Linked DNA regions of Sus scrofa: region 2 is linked to region 1. The links are chromatin contacts, called in public Hi-C maps. All regions are on one chromosome and are shown on one strand. The core of a region is the stretch at or near the end of the contact, and the rest is flanking DNA. Distances in the headings are between cores, read along the strand shown.

The links. Hi-C and Micro-C count contacts between places; a contact is called where the count stands out from the background.
Region 2: a contact with region 1 is called in a Hi-C map of alveolar macrophages, with 2.3 times the contacts expected there. The contact joins the promoter of RAPGEF6 here to the promoter of HINT1 in region 1. A contact is called at or near these places in 2 of 5 promoter capture datasets (fetal liver and liver) and 2 of 47 Hi-C or Micro-C datasets (alveolar macrophages and heart right ventricle).

The regions. Positions count from the first base shown.
Region 1 is chr2:133,473,367-133,478,245 of Sscrofa11.1, reverse strand. HINT1 (histidine triad nucleotide-binding protein 1) reads left to right here and starts at 2,433. Exons shown (of 3, transcript XM_005661623.3): 1 at 2,433-2,954. The coding sequence starts at 2,844.
Region 2 is chr2:133,949,131-133,954,009 of Sscrofa11.1, reverse strand. RAPGEF6 (rap guanine nucleotide exchange factor 6) reads left to right here and starts at 2,591. Exons shown (of 30, transcript XM_021085403.1): 1 at 2,591-2,916. The coding sequence starts at 2,848.

The DNA of each region.
Region 1 (4,879 bases), core at 1,184-3,683:
CATGGTTCCTAGTCGGATTCGTTAACCACTGCGCCACGACGGGAACTCCAAAAGAAGCTTTGAAGATGTGATTAAGGATTTTAAGATGGGAAGATTATCCTGGGTTGTCTGATGATCCCAAAGTAATCACAAGAATCCTTGTAAATGGAAGACGGAAGCAGAGTTCAAAGTTTTTAGATATTCGGCTGTGGGCTTTGAAAATGGAGAAAGGGGCCACAGCTCAGGGATGCAGGTTACCTCTAGAAGTCAGAAAAGGGAAGGGAATCATTCTCCCCTAGATCCTCTGGAAGGAATGCATCCCTGCCAACACCATGATTTTAGCCAGGTGAAATGCAATTTAAACTTCTGACCTCCAGAACGCCACCTGCAAGTGGCCCCTTCCGTCTTCAAAGCCAACAGTGGAGCATCTTCAATTTTTGACTTTCACTTCTGCTTCCATCATATCTCTTTGTCTGGGTCTCACTCTGCTGTATTCCTCTTTCACTTAAAGGGGCTTCTGTAATTACATCGGGCCCACCAGGATAACTGAGGAATCTCCCCATCTGAAGTCCCTTAACTTAATCATACCTGCCCATCCCTTTACCATGTAAAGTAACATATTCACAGGTTCCAGAGATTAGGACCTGGGAATCTTCTGCCTTCCATACCCAGCTTGGGTGAAGCTGGTCAATAAGGATGAAATGGAAGGAAATGCAGCCATGGAACTGAACATTCATGAGCCCTAAAAGCCATGGCAAGGATTTTACATTGAATTCTGTGATAAAATCCCTACCAGCATGAGTGAAATTATGATTTGTACTTTATAAAAATAATTTTGGGTGCTGTATGGCAAACTGACTATAGTGGAAGCAGATAAGCAAACTGGGAGGCTTTTGAAGTACACTAGGTGAGATATGATAGTGACTTGGATTAGGGTGGTATGAGTAGAGGAGGTGAAAAGGGATTAGATTCATATGTGCTAAAAATCCACGAAAAGAGGTAAGGATGATTTCAAGGCTTTTGCCTTGGCAATTTGGTGCATAGTATTATAGTTGATGTTGTATGCTGCAGGAAGAGGCTGATTGTTGTGGAAGAAGTAAAAATAAATTTGAAGTGCCTGGTAGATATCCCACTGAAGGTAGTAAGTAGGCAGAAACATGTATCATACACCAATCTGGAATTAAGGGGAGAGGCAGGTTGGGAGATAAATACTGGAGAGTCCTCGATCTGCAGATGATAAAGCCTCTGACTTAGCGAAAAATGACCATATTATTTATTGCCCAAACCGATACATATTCTTTTCAATTTTTAATTTTGACAATTTCAGGCTTACAGAAAAGTTGCAAGAATAACTGAATTTGCATACACCGTTCACTCAGTTTCCCCTAATGTTAAAATTTTTATTACAGTTGCTTTATCCTTTTTTACTGCTCTGCTTTTTTCTATGTTGACATTTTGGGGGGGAATCTCTTCACTGTGTGAAAGTGAATTGCAGATATGATACTTCTCTACTCATATATTATTCAGTGGGTTTATTCCTACAAAAATGACAATCCTTTTACATCAGTGGTTCTCAAAGCACAGTTCCTGGGCTAGCAGCAGCTGTATCACCTGGAAACTGTTAGAGACCTAAAATATAGGGCCTCACCCTAGATCAACTGATTTTGATAATTTTCCTGTGGGTATATTGGGGAAGTTAACATCTTTCGAAACTATTTCCCAATTTGTAAGCATTATTTATATTTCACCAATTGCCCTGGTGAATGTCTTTGATACAAAAAGTACCAAATGGGACACAGTTTTGTGATTAAAGGGGGCCTCTATGAAGAAAAAGTGGTGAAAGTATACTTTTTCATAATAAGGACACTTGGGGATTAACTGTTAGAGAGCCAAGAATGGAATTCATTAGGAGCTCTGGAATAGAAGGCTCACTCTGAAGGAGAAACAGCATCCAGAGAGGAAGGAGAGTGAAGGACTACTGCTGAAAAGAGGGAATGGTCAACAGTAATAAATGCTACCAAGAGGCTGAGTGGAATCGCCTAAAGAATTTTGTAAGTGAAGGTCTTTAGTGACATTGACAAGAGACAAATGGCTTCAAAAAAGGAAGATAAAGTGGACACAATATACAAAAATTATTTTTAAAAGAAGCAAAGCTACGGAGGGGGATATAGGGTTAAAGATTTTGTTCCTTTTAGGTGGGGCCTCTTACATTATGTCGATTACTGGTGGGAAATATTCTTTGCAGAACAGTCAAGGACGTTTACTAACAATGCCTGGGGCTCACCCCCAGAGTCTGATTTAACTGATCTGGGGTGTGGCCAAGTTCAGGTGATTTTTTTTTTTTTTACTTGATTCCCAAATGATGTGGACATGCAGTCAAGGCTGTGAACCACGGCTAGAGGAAAAAAAAAAAAAAAAAAAAAATTGACGCGGGAGGGCGTACCTCCTAGTCAAGACCTATGCACCTGAGGAATGAAGTATCATGGTGTCCCCGCCAGCAAAAACGGCCAGCACTGCTTGAGTTATCAAATCTTTTCAGTTACACTACCCAATTTTTCCTACAAGCGTCCATACGGCAAGTGCAGAGCTTACAGCAGTAACTCCACTCTCCGAGAGACAAGAAAGGAAGGAGGAAAAACGGCCTCGCCGCGGCCCCCGGGAGCCTTGGCTACGGAACCTCCCCGTCGCCGCCTCGCCCCACGGTGGCCCTAAGGCTCCGGCACCGCCGCCGCACCCCAGCGCGGGTCAGCAGTGCGCACGCGCAGGAGGTGCTGGGGCGTTTGCTCTCCCGCCCTCTGCGGGAACCGCCGGCTCCTCCCTCCTCGGACCTTCTCCCCGACCGGCAGCGCGGGAGGGAGGCCGAGATGGCAGATGAGATCGCCAAGGCTCAGGCCGCCCGGCCTGGTGGCGATACGATCTTCGGGAAGATCATTCGCAAGGAAATCCCAGCCAAAATCATTTATGAGGATGACCAGGTAGGCACCCGGCGCTGCCTTGCTCGTGGGCTGAGGCGAGACAGGCGCCCGTGGACACGCGGGTTTCCTCCGAGGGAAAAGAAGGGAAGGGTCGGGGGCGCCACGGAGAAGGGAAGGCACCCGGCTGCCTCGCGCGGCCTGGGCCGCGGGCCCCCAGCCAGCGGGCAGGGCCCGGTGGCTCCTAGGCGGCCGGCCGGCGCGTGCCGGCGCTCCGGTTACGCGTTATCAGCCCCGGGCGCGGGCCGGGCCGCCGGCACCCGCGGGCCCACATGGCGGGGTCTGGGCGCGTGCGGGGGGCGCGCGCGGGGTCCTCCGCGTGGGCGCCAGCCAGCTCCCCCTGGGCCTCGGACCTCGCCTGTGTCAGGAATCTGACAATCTCGCCCGCGCTCTGCCTGACAGGGAGAAACCCGATCGCTCCTTGACTCGGGCCCAATCTCCGCGATCTCCCGCGCACAGCCGGCCTGCCCAGCTCTCCCGGGCGCCGCTCCGCGGCTCTGCGCTAGGCGGCCTGGGCGCCAGGCCTGGGGGCTGCGGAGGGCGCGGACGAGCTGGGCCTGGGCGAGGGCTGGCCAGCGCCCTCCCACCCCCGACCCGCCGCGGACTCCGGAGGCGACAGTGGGCCTGCAACTGGGATTTGCTTTCCTTTGGCCCCTCCCTGGAAGAATGGCTCCTTTTATGGTTTACAGGAAGCGGTTTTATGCCAAGAGATTGAAGATAGAGTTTTTGTTGACCTGGCTGTAGGTGAAATTGTTTTAGAAAGGACGAGTTGATTTGACCTGGAGACATCTTGTATAAAATTTTTAGTGAGCGATAATAACGGGTTTGAATCTCAGATAAAGCAGGACAGGAGGTAGGCTGATTTAGATAGAAGTTTTGTAAACTATTTAATACATTTATGAAATATGGAATATAAGGAAACATGTTACTAGCAGTGTCCTTAGAGTCAGAACATCTAAGATTTAATGCCTCGAGGTAAATTTACTCAAATACCTTTATTTGTCAGGAAAATTCTATTTTAGAAAATGTGTATTTCTTTTAAAGTATTTTCAGCTGCTTTTAGTAAATGATTGTTGAAATATTGACTTTTGAACGATGAAGTCCCAACAGTATAACAGCATGAAGCCATCTAAATGATACAGCATTTTGTACGGAGTACCAGGTAGAATGACTCCTGAGACAGTTAAGCAAAGATAGCAGCTTCCACCTTCACTAGATTTAAAACCATTCAAGTGGTATGTAATTTGTCTAAATGTTACTTATCTTCTTCATTTCTACAAAAGAAAATATCTCTTAAATAGCTGAGTAAAGTGGGAAGAAGTCAGTGTTAGTCTAATATCAGGCACATTTGTAATTACGAAACTTATCACTGCCATAAAGAAAAAAAAAAGGAAATCGAATAACCAGGGCCCTGACCTGCATCTGATTTCCTTTAGGAGTTGCCTGGTGGTGCAGTGGGTTGGGCATCTGGCATTGTCACTGCTATGGCTCAGGTTGCAGCTATGGCACGGGTTCCATCCCTCACCCTAAGCACGGCAAAAAAAAAAAAAAAAAACCCAACCAAACAACACAAGATTTCCTTTAGAAATGTTATATATATACTGGCAGTTGAGTGAATAGTGTAGACAATAGTTAGGGTTGGGAGGAAAGAGCATCCTGGCAATGGAGGGAAAAGCAAATGTAAAAGCCCTGACATTGGAGAGAGGTGGGCAGTGTGATTTGAGTGGGAAGAGTTGCTTGCGATCAGACTGGAAAGGTAGAGAAGGATTAGCATGCCTAATTTCTGCCCATCCTTTGGATCTTGGTTTAAATGTAGCTACTGCAGAATAGGTGTCCTTGACTACCCAATCTAAACCCCTTTTTCTGTGATAGTCTTTTGTTGCATGCTCTCCTTTCCTTTGTAACATGTAGGATCATTGTTAATTATA
Region 2 (4,879 bases), core at 1,342-3,841, 480 kb before region 1:
TACACTAATATAACCATCTCTTGGTTCAAAACAAGAATCATTTTCAGTAACCCAGAAGTCCCCCTCCTCTGGGGAATTATGTGCCTTATTCTGATCATAATAACTCTCCCTTCTCGTTTTTGTAACTACTAACCTGACTTCTGTGAACATTTCCTTGCTTTCTTGTTATAGTTTTACTTCTGTGTATGCATCCTTAAGTGGTATACTTTCATTTTGCTCTTATTTGAATTTTGTGTAATTATACTTCATGCTTTGTTTTGCTTTTTTTCTATCAACATTATCCTGGAGGTAGTTCCCGTTGTGGCACAGCAGAAACGAAGCCGACTAGTAACCATGAGGTTGTGGGTTCGATCCCTGGCCTTGCTCAGTGGGTTAGGATCCTGGGTTGCCATGAGCTGTGGTGTAGGTTGCAGACGTGGCTCAGATCTCAAGTTGTTGTGCTTGTGGTGAGGAGGTCAGCTGTAACTCTGATTGGACCCCTAGCCTGGGAATCTCCATATGCTGTGGGTGCGGCCTTAGAAAGCCAAAAAAAAAAATTATTTTGGAGATTCATTCATGTGCTGTTTAGCTGTATTCCATGAATACACAACGTTTTACCTATTCTGTAATTGATGTACATTTGGGTTATTTCCATTTTTGTGCTAATATGAAAATTGACCACTTTTGCTCATCTTTTCTGGGTATTCTTTAGGATTACATCAAGGAGTGGGCTTGCTGTCAGAAGGTTTAAGTTTCAGCTTTACTAGGTAACTTTTTTTTCTGTGTGGTTTCCCAATATACAGTTAACCAGCGGTTTGTGCGAGTTCCTGTTGCTCCACATCTTCATGAACACTTAAATGGTTTTCTAATGGGGAAAAAAATGGCATTAAAAAAATGCCAGACAAACCTATCCTATTCTTCACATTTGGTCACCATGCCTTTTTTTTTTTTTTTTTTTTTTTTTTTTTTGGCTTTTTAGGGACGCATGTGCAGCATATGGAAGTTTCCAGGCTAGGGGTCTAATCGCCACAGCAACGCAGGATCTGAGCCTCTTCTGAGACCTACAGCACAGCTCATGGCAAGGCAGGATCCTCAACGACTGAGCGAGGCCAGGGATCAAATTCACGGCCTCATGGATAGTAGTTGGGTTTGTTAACAGTTGAGCCACGATGGGAACTCCTGCTCATCATGCTTTAATTCCATTACCCTCTTTTCAAAACATTGATGTGGCTCTAGAAACATTCTTGGAAGAATGGAAGGGATAACCTTTGTGATGGTACACAGACCTTTGAGAAGCTGTTTATACCCACAAAAATGATGAAAATGGGTCATTGCAATTATTTGTGATTAGTTTCTTTCCAGAGTGGCTGAGCCATAAGTTCACTGGTATGGTTTTTGTGCTATATTCAAAAAAGAAAGGTGCTATTATGTTGTAAACTTCAAGTTTGAGCAAGCCGAATGAGCAGTGGAAAACAAAACCCCTTTTAACGTCAGCCATCATTACTAGGTCCCTGAAATGGTGAATGCTGCAGGCTGAATGCTCCTTTTCCCTTTTGTTGCTCTAAAATATAATTTTCTTACCATGTCATTTAAAAATTAATGTGAATAACGTCATAATCGTAAATCACTTTGAGTTATTCAGTGAACCATGCCAATTGTTGTGAGAAATACTAAGGAATACCTAGGTACAAGCTGAGGGAGCTTAAAATTAATTGGAAAGGACATGCCTATGTGGCTCCAAAGTAGGTAATTGCGTTACTACTGCGGCCCATCTGTACAGTAACGAGATGGGAGAGAAATGGACTATTTTAGAACGATGGAAGCACTCTGCAGGTGCCTGACTGCTCCGGAGAGTGGCCTAGACGTTCTTCTTACCAACGGACTAATAAATGGAAATTTGCTTTATTTGGTGTGTGGGGAAACCGACTATTATGTTAAAAGCAGTGGGAAAGCGGTCACTCCTGAGTCAGGCAACCCTAGGCCCACTGCTTGAGAAAGGGTTTTGGCGAGGAAAGAGGGCTGTCCTTGGCATTGGTTAAACGAACGCAGCGCAGACTGGCTTCGCGAACGAGCAGTAACTCTAAGCGGGCTCCCCACCCCTGCTCAAAGCCGCGAAGCTTCGATTCCTCTACTCTCATGTCAGGGCGTCCGTCTTAGACACGCAGGGACTTCTCAGTGGGTCCCTTCCACAAGAGTCATTTTATTAGAACACACATAGGTAAGAGCGTTATGAACTTCGTTGTTTACAACGGCAGCTTCCACTTCCGCACATCCTCCAAGGCAGAGGTCTCGGAGCGGCAGGGTAAGAGCTCTGCCCTTTGGCCACGCCTCGAACTTCCGGCTTTTGGCACAGAAAGAACTCCCGGCCCAGCTACCCCAAGGTTCCGCCCCCAACTCGCTATTTTCGCTTAGTCCCTCATAGCGCGTTTCCGGTCCCTCCACCGGAAGCTGGAGCAGCCGAAACCGCAACTCTGAGACGGACCCCGTGACCTGCTTCAGTGAGCTCTCGCGACGTGTTTTCAAATCTCACGAAGAAGGGTTGGAAGAAGCTAAACTGCCCCGCCCCAGTTTTTACGTCATCGCGGAGTCACGCCCTTAGGCGCTCGTTTGCGCGCTCGCGCGTGCTGCGCGTGCGCACTCTTCTGCCCTCCGCCCCCGCGCGGGCTTCCCTCTGACCAGTCGCGCGTGGGCTGAGGCCCTGGGCGGGCGTTGCGAAGGCTTGTTTGCCAAAGCGCAGTCGCCGCCGCAGTCTGAAGTTTCCTTCTTTGGGGGAAGCGGGGGAGGGTGTAGACCCCCCCACTAGGGTGAATGGGCTGTCGCGTGGGCTGCTAAGGGCAGCCTGGGGAGCACGGTGCCGGGGCCGTGACCATGAACTCGCCCGTGGACCCCGGCGCTAGGCAGGCGCTGAAGAAGAAGCCGCCCGAGCGGACGCCCGAGGTAAGGCCAGTCGACCCGGCGCGCTTCCCGCTGTCCGAGGAACAGCATCCCTCTGTCGGTCCGAGACCTGTGGCGACTGTCCCCTTGGCAGAGCCTCGCACCTGCTACCCTGGTATCTGTTCTCTGGGTCCCCGGACCTGGTCCGGGCCCTTCTCGCGGGCGGGGAAACCACCGTCTTTCCTGCTCGCCGTGCCGCCTTCCCCGCACAGCCGTCCTTGCCGGTGACTTCCTAGTGTTTTCGACAAGAAAGCAGCATTACTAAATCGTATTTTCTCAGGTTTTAATATGAGTCTCCGAGTGAGATTGTTCCGTAGACTGTGAAAAAGCGAGGTGGAAATTGTAGGTGAACTGTAACAGCCATGTTATTAAGAAACAACTTCTCAAAGGTCCTTGAAATACTATTCACTTGCCTAAAGAACGATAAAGTTTTCAAGGTCAGCTTAAAACTTTACATCCAGTCAGAGGCTGAATTCTGGTGGAGAATTATGCCTATTTAAAGATTAGTTGAGGTGGTTTTTCAAATTATGTCATTGGGAAATTTTACAGTATTTTGTGCTTGTATGCGAAACTTCTGTATTGGGTTAGCAGTAATGGCATTAAGCTTAAATGATTTTCATTTGACCTGAAGGCTAGTTTTCAGGTACATAACTAAAACCTGTTAACCTTGCCCATCCCTGTATAGAGTGCTTAGATTTTGTGGGAAGGTTCTCCTTGATGTGGAGAAGTTTCCATAATAAGCGGTATGTTTCCTAAACCCCCAAACAAAAAAACAACAATGTGAATGAATTGTTGGATTGTCTTGTGTGTAATTGCAATACATGAAATGAAGTGCTTTGGTTAGTTTTTCCTAAGTCACCTTTGAGTTTTTTTAGATTTAAATGGTTTGCATAGTATGTCTCAGTAATTTTGGCTCACCTTTTGCGACATGACTTATTCAACTTATTCAAGCTGTAATTATGGGAGCTCTTGAACTTTGCAAAGAAACAAAGCAAATTCTATCACTTTCTACAGTCTTTTTTTTTTTTTTTTTTTTTTGGTCTTTTTAGGCCCGCACCCGCAGCATATAGAGGTTCCCAGGTTAGGGGTTGAATTGGAGCTGTAGTTGTCGGCCTACAACCACAGCCACAGCAACGCCAGATCCAAGCCACATCCGTGACCTACACCACAGCTCATGACAACACCGGATCCTTAACCCACTGAGTGAGGCCGGGGATCTAACCCTCAACCTCATGGTTCCTAGTTGGATTCTTTTCCCCTGCTCCATGATGGGAACTCCCACAGTCCTATTTTTGAGACTTTCATTTATAATCCCAGGTGTCTTAATTTACCTATGGTAATTCTTGACGTCATTGTGGGTTAAGTGAAAGCACTCACTTTGAACAGGTGAATCTGCCTTCGTTCTTATATCATTAGAAAGTATCTTACAAGGCTTACAGTATAAAATGGAGATCTTGCTTATAGATGTTACTTATGATAAATTCATATTTAAAAATTTTTTTTTATTTTTATTTTTTTGGCTTTTTAGGGCTGCACCCGTGGCGTAGGGAAATTCCCAGGCTAGGGGTCGATTTGGAGTTACATCTCCCAGCCTACGACACAGCCACAGCAACGCAGGATCCTTAACCCATTGAGCAAGGCCAGGGATCGAATCCGTATCCTCGTGGATACTAATCAGGTTTATTACTGCTGAGCCAGGACAGGAACTCCGATAAATTTGCATTTTAATGGGAAAATCCTACTTCTCTTTAATAACAGAGTTACTTTGTTTGAAAGTGCCTATTTTCATGCTTAGAAAATTTTCTAAACTGTTCGCAAAGCTATGTTGGCCAGTGTGTGCTGTATTGAGTACTTTATCTTGTTTTACTGGAACAGCAGCATTGTTTAAGGCAATACTAAACAACTGCCCACAGCACACAGACTAGAACTCTGACATCTAGCAGTATAAAGTGTTAACTGCTTGCTT